Linked DNA regions of Mus musculus: all the other regions are linked to region 3. A link is a contact called in public Hi-C and capture Hi-C data. All regions are on one chromosome and are shown on one strand. Each heading gives the region's core, a stretch centred on a gene start, on an enhancer-like site or on the middle of the called end of the contact. The rest is flanking DNA. Distances are from core to core; before and after follow the strand shown.

Region 1 (2,963 bases), core at 440-2,939, 440 kb after region 3:
GTTTGTGTGTGTGGTGGTGGTGTATTATGGGTGTATGTTTGTGTGTGTGATGGGGTATATGCTTGTGTGTATGTGTGTGTGAGTGATAGGGTGTGTGTGTGTGTGTGTGTGAGAGAGAGAGAGAGAGAGAGAGATAGGGGTGTTGTTTGTTTGTATGTGTGTGCCTGAGTTGAGCTTTGGTTAGTGGCATGAGTCAAGTGCCCATCTCTCCAGCTGCAGACATTCTAGGCAAGGAGGATTCAGAGCCATTGGTGGTAAAATGGAGTCCTCTCTCTGCATCTGGGACTGAGTCTTGCTGTTCACCAATAGATGCATCCTAAACCCCAAGGTTTTACAGTAAAAGGAGCCATTCCCCTGTCTTCCAAACAGTATTCCTGCTTCAACAACAGACTGGCTCATTTCATTTTACTTTCAAAAACCCTTTGGCATCATTTGATTTTCTTCAAATCTCATTCTTCATCCACAAAATTGTCACGATGACTACCGTCTTCAGTAACTCTTTGTGTAACTATTTTGGGTGATTGAAAATATTTTCCCCCTTTGGGTTCTGTTAAAGAAAAAAAATGTTTTGACATTTGTCGCAGCAAGAAAAAAGCCTTTGTTTGAGCCTGCTGCACAGAGGAGAGAGATGGAGCCCAGCTGTACTCTGAACACAAGGAAGAACAAGTGGGCACTTGTAGAGTGGAGGAGTAGTGGTGGGATAGGGAGAACATAGCACCTACAAGGTTACTAAGAAGGACCAGGAGATGACTCAGTGCAAAATGCAGGAAAAGCTGAGATGCTCGCCAGCACCCACATAAGGAAGCCAGGGATGACAATGCACACCTGGAATGCCAGCACCGGGGAAGCAGAGATGAGGGTCCCCGGACTCAGTATCCAGCCCCAGACTCAGTATCCAGCCCCAGACTCAGTATCCAGCCAACTGAGCCCAATTGGCAGCCTCCGCATTCATTGGAAAGATCCTGTCTTTAAAAAAAAAGTGACGCTGACCACTGATCTCTACATGTCCCAACACCTCCACACACAGACACAGATGTAAAGTAAAATGATTTTTCAAAGGAAAGTCATTAAGAGATGTTAGGAGTCTTGCTAAAACAGCCTAACTGGCTGAGGCTGGGGTCAGTACTGGATGTAGCTCAGCAATGGAACCCTTACCCAGCACATACAAGGCCTGCATTTGAGCCACAGTGCCAATAAACAAACAAACAACAAACAGACAAACAAATGCAAAATACTGATGGAAAAATAAGTAAGATAACCTAACAAATCTCTTGCAAATGGCAGGTCAGACGTATACATGGACAGAGATTGTCTCTGAACGGAATTGATTGGTTGCAACTTTCCTGAATCCTCTCTGTGACCTGGTCTCTGACTCTGTCCTTTCTCTGTGAACTCTACTTACTCACTCTAGCTTGAGCAAAACTCATTCTGAATCCACTTAGCATGGAATATCTCCCGATATCTGCCCAAGTTTCTTAGCTTGCTTTTCACGCTGTCTCCTGTCTTAAACAGAAGTCCGGCCGAGTTGATCTGGCTGGCTCCTTGCTTACTTATTCACAGGACTATTCTGTCCACTGCCCTCTGACCTTCCCTTTGCTGTAAATCTCTTGTTAACCTTCCTAGCATAGGCGTTAAACAAGAGTCTTCTACCTATAAACCCCCCATGGTGGTACTAATGAGTACTCATTGTCTTTCAAAGTATCTGAATAGGCTGGAGAGGTAGCTCAGCAGCCCTGGCTGCTCTTCCAGAGGTCCTGAGTTCAATTCCCAGCAACCACATGGTGGCTCACAAGGATCTATAAGAGTATCTGATGTCCTTTTCTGCTCTGCAGAGCACTTATACATTAAATACATTTTTAAATATTTAAATATCTGAATAATTGTTAGTTTAACAGCATCTGAAGCACTGGGTAAAGAGCTTGATTATATTTCAGGGGTAAGGATTCCCCTTAGACAAGCTGGGCATGGAGGTACACCCCTGTAATTCCAGGAGGCTGAGGTACACCCCTGTAATTCCAGGAGGCAGAGGTACACCCCTGTAATTGCAGGAGGCTGAAGCAGGAGTGTGAAACCAGTTTGAACTCTCCCCTGAACAATGCAGATGGGTGCAGTGGTTCTCAACCTTCCTAATGCTGTGACCCCTTAGTCCCTCATGCTGTGGTGACCCACCACCACAAAATTACTTTTGTTGCTACTTCATAACTATAATGTTGCTACTGTTATAAATCATAATGCAAATATCTGATATGATGGATATCCGATAGGCAACCTCCATAAAAAGGTCATTTGACCCACAGGTTGAGAACCACTGCTCTAAAGTGGGTTCACTTGATCCAGGCTAAGACCGTGCTTGGCTGGCCTGGTGAGAGCAAGAGGGATTTGTGAGGCAAGGTCAAGGCTTTGTTCTCAAGAGGGCTCAGAGAAGCCTGGCCAAGGTTTGGTCAAGCACAGAGTCTTGGCCAGTTCTTACAAATTCTTTATAGCAAAGACTGCATACCAGAATCTTTCAGTGCACACACATATATATACACACAAACACACCCCATACCACACACCACCACACATATATACCCCCACCCCATTTCAGATCTACCAAATTATCTGTCTCCTCCATTTAATAACTCCACAGGTAGAAAGGTAACAATGATATCCAACAAGGTCAGAAAAACACTTTCTAAACATATCTAATCACTGTACCTATAAGAATTGCTAAAATTCAATGTTTAGCAACCCAAGATTTTCCCCAGGAGCCTGACAAAAAAAGACTACATCTTTATTCTTGGGCTGGGAGAGTAACCAGTCTGGCAACCGGGTGGGAAAACAAGCTTCCTTTCCATAGCCTTCCTTCTGCTTTCATTCCCTTAAGGTTCATTGTAGGCAAGAGCCACAAGTACTTATTCAGTCAGTACACCTTTAGAACTGTCCTGGTGGATAGATGTTAGCAGACAGTCCTGACACCAGCC
Region 2 (3,139 bases), core at 466-2,965, 380 kb after region 3:
GCTGGCCTCAAGCTCACTGCATAGTCAAGGATGACCTGGGACTGATCTTCTGCCCCTGCCTCCGGAAGGATGGGACTTCAGGCATGTGCCACCATGCCCAGCGTCTCTGTTTTGATGGCAGCTTGTGATGCTGGGTCAGGTGTACAGGATGCTGCTTGTGACAGATGGTAGTGTTCCACCAGCTTCAAGTCTGAGAGCATTAAAATGCTTCTCCCTTTCATAGGCTTAAGCACCAAATCTGGAACTAGTCTAGAATCTGTCCAGGAATTCCCTAAAGAGGAAAAGATATTTTTCTAGTTTTTTTTTTACCTCGTGGTTAACTATACCATTTACCCACTGAGATTCTTAGGCGTATAAAGCCACCACATTCACTGAACTAGTGAATGCCAAACCGTTGCTCCCAGGGGGAGTTCAGGATCAGGTCCCTCCCTTCCGAAACCCTCGGTCACAGATTTTTAGAATCTTGTGTGTTGCTACTTAATAGTAGATAAAGTATGGCTTTTTTAAAAAGGTGCCTTGTTTAGTATATGTTGCTGATTCATTAATGTTGAGTTCATGGCCAACATCAGTATAACTCAGACCTCATCAGGTATGGAACTTACATGTTTTTCTGTAGAAAACACACCTCAGGCTTGCTGAGCTTAGAGACAGAAGACAGACCCCAGGACATTGCTTGGACACCTGGAAAGCAGTAAACAGCACCAACAATCCCCCCATATATGTGAAAAGCTGAACATTAAATCAACTTACAAAGTGGGATTTGCATATTGCACCTAGGGTTGAAACTTGAAGTCACAGCATGCCCTCAACTGGGAATGTGTCTATCACGGGACTCAGATTTTCTCTCCTCTGGAAGAATGGCCACAAAACTGCCCCAGGTAGTTATCTGGGAGTTGCACAGATGTCTCAGCCAGAAGGTAAATTTATAAATATGAAATCCACAAGTAATGAGGCTACTGGATACTTAGGTTTTAATTTCTTCCCAAATATTTTTCTCCAAACATGTATACTATAGAGCTTCTCCCCCACTGAATTATTTTGGAATTTTAACTCCATTAAGTGTAGGTGTTTCTAGTTTTTAAATGGGCGATAGATTATTTTGTGGCCAGGGATTTCCACTTTGGCTGGTTTAGTCACTAAGATGATAAAGTGACTTACAGACAACCTACCAAGACGAAACCTGCATATGCTTTTTGCTAGTGAGTTGTGTGATGGACTGTTACAGAGTTCTCTCAGTTCCCTTCCTTCAGAAGACTAGCAGGCCTATAGGGGCTTTCCCTGGTCAGGGGAACTGCTGCCTTTCAGTTCAGTTCTGTTTAAGGAAGCTTGGTTTCTTGCATGTCTAGTTGTGATAATCACTCTATGCTTTCCACTTCAAAACCTTTTCCTCCAGATCCTTCTGACGCTGACCTTGTCTCTGGTTCTTCAAATTCGCTTGAGGAGTGTGCTATAAATTATGGTAGTTTTATCTTTCTCCAAACATCCCACATAGAAAGGGAATCTAATTCTTCTCTCCCCGGGTGGATTAAACTCAAATATAAGGGGATAGACATGATATGCATTTCCTGCCTTGGCTGTCTATCTGGGCTTGGCTCCATGCCTAGACTCCTGCAGGCAGGCTCTCATGCTCTACCATGGGTCTAGCTGTCTGCCCAGCAGAAGGCAAAAGGTCCAGGGGGAACATGTATAAAAGCCATTTCAAAGGGCACTTTTCAGTGCTGAAATTGAACTCAGGCTTGACCTTCACATGTTAGGCAAGCACTCTGTCTGATCCCCAACCCCAGACAAGCCTCAGTCTTACTTAACTGGGACACGTGACTCTAGAATGGGCAGTGTGTTGCTGAGCTAGAATGCCTCAGGAGCAGAGGTGCTTCAGTCCTGATAATGGGAAACTCCTTGATTCACTATCTCAGATGGAGCCGAACATCCTTTTTAGATACATCAAAGTCCTGTGTAGTTGGTGCTACCTGTAACCTTGTGTTTTCCACCAGTCCTCTTTGTTCCAAGAAATAAAGACTCCGAGACTTATTATATATGAATAAATGCCTAAGCTAATAGCTTTGGCTTGTTCCCTGACTAGCTTATAACTTAAGTACCCATTTATTCTATTCGAAGATATGTCACATGACTGGTTACCTTGTCCTCAGAATCACAAGAGTGTCTCTATCACCATTCCCAGGAGAATTGCCCCTTTTTGCCTGTCTCTATCCCAGCATTCCCCCCACCCCCCCTTTCTCTCTTCCTTTCTGCCAGATGTCCCACCTCCTAATCCTGCATCAACTCATTGCTCATAGGTTTTCTTTCTTTTTTTTTTTTTAATTGACAGGTGAAGCTTTTACACAGTGAGTACATAAAAGAGTCCTGTAGCACCCTTACTGACTGACTCTTTAGTCATATGAAGATAGTTTCTTCCTTATCTATTTAGGATGTTAGAGTATTGACCTGAATTCCAAATTGTGCTACAATATTGTAGATACAGTTATAGAAGGCAGAAATGATCATGTTCCCATCAATTATTTATTGTTTAGTGTAGGAGTAATGCTCCCAGGTATTGATGTGTTAGAATTCAAGACAACTAATGTCTTGACCTTGGTCCAGAAAGCTCAAAACAGCTGTTTAGGTTGTGTGTTAGGTTTCCACCATATAACCAAACACCTAAGATAACCGTGAATAAGAGTTATATTCTGGCTGACAGTACTGCAAACTCCAGGCTTTAACTAGTTGAACCCAAAGGGTTTAAGGCATAGCAAACTGCTCATTCCATAACCAGGAAGCAAGAGAGGAAGAGAAGATAGGGCCATTTAATCTCCATCGGAGACATGCCCCAATGATACACTAGGTGCCACCACTAAAGGGTCCAGCACCCCTTACCAATGATACTATCCTTAAAGACATAGACCTTTGGGAAATATTCAGGATCCAACACCAACCAACTAAGAAAGGCTACACAGTTTATATAGAGATATAAATTTCTTGGGATTTTAGTGGAAAATGAAGTAACTGTACTATTCAGGAAAACATTACCCATCCCAAAGACACTTAAAATCAAACTTGACAGGGAAATGAGGGTTTCTCAGTTTGGGGAGAGGAGTTGTAGTGGGCGAGACATACCCCATTCTCAGAACACAGCCTGCTATTT
Region 3 (3,170 bases), core at 159-2,658:
AGCCCCAGATTAACACTTTTAACTTAAATTTATTTTTTATCTAATATATAAAAACATAAATTGGATATGAATTTAATGTTTGAGTGCATGTCTGCATCATGTCCTGTTTAGTTCTGGATTCCTTACATAAGTGAACTAATCCAGGCAAAGGGCAAGTACTACATGATTTCATTCATATGGGAAACCAAAGGAGTTCCTACTCAAATGTTTGTCATCCCTTTATGGTAAGAACATTCAAAATTCTCCCGTTTCTGGCCTGAGTTTACTGAACTGACAGCACATCCTCATTGTCTGGCAGGCACCCCAGCCTCCAGGATAGGTATAAGTGTCACTAGAGACGTTGGAGGTGACAGTATCCTATCCCAGTAGTTAAATGTTGGAGGCCCCAATGGTCTCCCCTCTGTGCAGTAGCATACAGAACTTCTTATTCTTCTTTATTAACTATTGATCATCTTCTGCCACGTCGCTCCCCACACCAGCCTCTGGTAGCCGTCTTTCTACCCTTGACCCGTGGAAGATCCCTGGTTGAGTTCACATATGAATGAGATCCTGTGGTATTTGCCCTTTTTCCTGGATTAGTTCACTTACATTACGCCTCCCAGTTCATCCGCATTGCCCCAGAGTACTAGGCAGCTATGTTTCTTATTGCTCAACAGTTCTGTTGTGTGTTTGGACCACATTTTCTTTATCTATTTGTCTGCACTTCCAGGTTGTTGTGGGTAGTGTGGAAATTGAGATTGGGGGACAACTGTTCTTTCAGGTATTCACGTCTTTGGATGTATGCCCAAGAACTGGGATGCTGGGTCATATGGTGTGTCTGTTTTTAATCTCTTTATTTATTTACATTGATCGTGTGAGAACATGGACTTGAGTGTGCTTCTGTCTTTCCACCATGTGGGTTCCTGGGATCAAGCCCAGGACCTCAGGTTTGTCAGCAAGTGCCTTCAAAGGCCGAGCCTCCCTAGGAGCCTCTTTAACTTTGTAGGGCACTTGCATGCTCTTCCTCAGCTAGACTAGCTTACCTTCCTCCCCACAGTCCGTGAGGACTCCTGGTCCCCAGATCCTTGCCAGTGCTTGTCGCCTTGGTACTTCTGGCTGGTGAGAGGCAGGTTCTCTGAAGACACATGTGAACACAGCACACATGCACACAATCACAAACACATCTGAAAGGACAGGGGAGCAGAGGTCGAGACAAGGAAGGATGCTTGGGAAAGTTCCAGCTGGACGGAAAGAAACCTCCGAGGCCTGGGAAGCAGGGTGAGTTCATAGACAGACATCTGATCCCGCAGGCAGGAGTCGCTTCTCTGCTTCCTGGTAAAGACGTTGGCAGCCTGCTGTGTGTGTCTGTGCTGTGCTAGCTGCTGTACTGCCCACAGGAAGCATCAAACAAGATAGCCTTGAACGTTGGAGGAAGTTATCTTGATGTGGAAGTGGCAGACTTGTGTTCGCGAGGTGTGGCCTGTGGCAGGCAGCATCTAGGCAGTTAGAACAGGGTAAAACCAGCCTTTTGTCTAGAACACGCTCCCTTCCCGGAAGGCTTTTATTATCATTTAGTTCTGTATCTCAGTCTGTATATGCTGTGGGGTAAGTGTTATCTGCCTGCAGTGTATAGATACTAAACTAGTTATTTCATATCGGCAGTTGAAAATGTTGGAACCTGCCAAGCTGCCTCCTGTCCCTGGCAAATGTCCTGATCACTAACTCAGTGGGGCTGACAGGTAGACGCAGCTGTTTAGCCTGTAAAAGAGTTGAGGAATTAAAGTGAAGTTGGACGAGTATATAAGTAATGGTAGCTGAGATCCTGCAGATCTGAAAAAGAGTTCATTTTTAAAAGCGAGAAGCATGCCAGTCTAAACATCCTGACAGTTTCCGTTCCGAGATTTAGACCATATTGTAAAACCCATTTGCATTTACTCAATGGTACGTGTATCAGAGTTTGTTAGACACTTTCTTGAATATATTATTTTGTGGCTATTCTTGTAGAAAGCTCACTCGTGTCTGTAAGTAGTTTGGCTCGTGACATATAACTGAAGTGTTTGTACCTAGTGACACTTTGGCGTGTCTATGTTTATTGTTGTTGGGCAACTTGATTCAGGGCTGTAGAGTCTTAACTGTTCTATGCACATCAGGTCAGTAGCCCACCCATTCTGTGAGTCTAGGATGGACACTGGGTAAGGTTTCAGAAGCCCCCTCAGGGATGATGATGTACGGCTAGAATTTAAAATCCTTATTTACATTGTGTGTGTGTATATAAGAGAGAGACACACAGAGGCAGAAGGTGGGGGGGTTTCACTGCATAGCTCTAGCTAGCTCAGAACTCACTATGTAGAGCAAGTTGGCCTGGAACTCACAAAGATCCATCTGCCTCTTATTTTAGAGTCTTAGAAAATCAATGTTGTTCCTTTCTAGTCTTTTCCCTGTGACTTGTGTTGCTGATAACTTGTTTTATTGCTTTCTGGACAGAATGTTGTTTAATTTTGAGTCTTGCTATTGTAAGTTTGGCTTTGTAACTTGATCATGCCAAACAAAGGAAGTCCAGCGTGTGCTGTGTTCTGCAGACTCATGGATCTAGACCAGGCTTGTTGCTGAAATATGTAGCTTTGGAAGCAAACGCGCATCCTTTTCAGATCAAACACATTTTCGGGGAAGGGATAGAATTACAGATGAGCAATACTGGCAGGGGTTCTTTGTGCTATTTCTTTATTTTTTATATGGAGACTTTATCACATGGGGAAAAAATCTTTCCCAATTTTTTTTCCTTTGGCCACTTGATTTTTTAGTTATTGAGCAACCGTGCATGTTAAAATCTTTTGGTTTCTAATTGTGTTGGTTTTTTAGTAATATATTTTGAAGTTGTGTTTTTAGATAACACTAATTCTATTTTGATGAAACATGATATAAATAAAAGGAGGAAATTTGGGTTTTGGCTCACTGTTTCAGAGGTTTCTGGCGGTGGCCACTAGGCCCCATCACTGTGAGCCTTTGGGGTGTGAGACATCAGAGAGGGGGCCGGGGAACAGAGCTGCGCTGATGGGCTTTTGTTTGCTTTTTCCCCTTGAGGGCCCTATTTGGAGTTTGTGGGTCTGCCCCTCAGGAGCTGCCTTTGGTAGCTGTCCTCTGTGGACACGCCTCAGCGGTATACTCTGAAGTGTGTCTCACCAGTCTCCAAT

Evidence for each region. A called contact is a pair of places that touch in the nucleus more often than the background predicts. Capture Hi-C pulls out chosen DNA fragments and counts their contacts.
Region 1: a capture Hi-C map of embryonic stem cells shows a contact between it and region 3, with 4 times the contacts expected there. The contact joins two enhancer-like sites. A contact is called at or near these places in 2 of 484 Hi-C or Micro-C datasets (cerebral cortex and embryonic stem cells), 4 of 115 datasets of contacts at active chromatin or transcription factors (all in embryonic stem cells) and 1 of 9 other capture datasets (embryonic stem cells).
Region 2: a contact with region 3 is called in a Hi-C map of bone marrow-derived macrophages, with 22 read pairs. The contact joins two enhancer-like sites. A contact is called at or near these places in 4 of 15 datasets of contacts at CTCF or cohesin (the NIH/3T3 cell line, large pre-B cells, pro-B cells and 1 more), 35 of 484 Hi-C or Micro-C datasets (the AML12 cell line, B cells, the C2C12 cell line and 18 more), 7 of 115 datasets of contacts at active chromatin or transcription factors (the HPC-7 cell line, embryonic stem cells and large pre-B cells) and 2 of 9 other capture datasets (embryonic stem cells and pancreatic islet).

What each region holds. Positions count from the first base shown.
Region 1 is chr2:5,355,962-5,358,924 of GRCm38.p6, reverse strand. The region is part of intron 4 of Camk1d (calcium/calmodulin-dependent protein kinase ID); the gene reads left to right. Among named protein-coding and RNA genes, the nearest start is that of Gm36906, 42 kb to the right of the region's middle. Within about 2 kb of position 1,689, at least 13 of the 459 cell types and tissues checked have an H3K27ac peak or open chromatin away from gene starts, as enhancers often do. A contact at or near this core is called in cerebral cortex and embryonic stem cells, where this site is marked.
Region 2 is chr2:5,416,012-5,419,150 of GRCm38.p6, reverse strand. The region is part of intron 3 of Camk1d (calcium/calmodulin-dependent protein kinase ID); the gene reads left to right. Among named protein-coding and RNA genes, the nearest start is that of Gm36853, 65 kb to the left of the region's middle. Within about 2 kb of position 1,715, at least 44 of the 459 cell types and tissues checked have an H3K27ac peak or open chromatin away from gene starts, as enhancers often do. A contact at or near this core is called in B cells, bone marrow-derived macrophages and pre-megakaryocyte-erythroid progenitors, where this site is marked.
Region 3 is chr2:5,799,714-5,802,883 of GRCm38.p6, reverse strand. The region is part of intron 10 of Cdc123 (cell division cycle 123); the gene reads left to right. Among named protein-coding and RNA genes, the nearest start is that of Gm29984, 24 kb to the left of the region's middle. Within about 2 kb of position 1,408, at least 104 of the 459 cell types and tissues checked have an H3K27ac peak or open chromatin away from gene starts, as enhancers often do. A contact at or near this core is called in B cells, bone marrow-derived macrophages, cerebral cortex and 2 more, where this site is marked.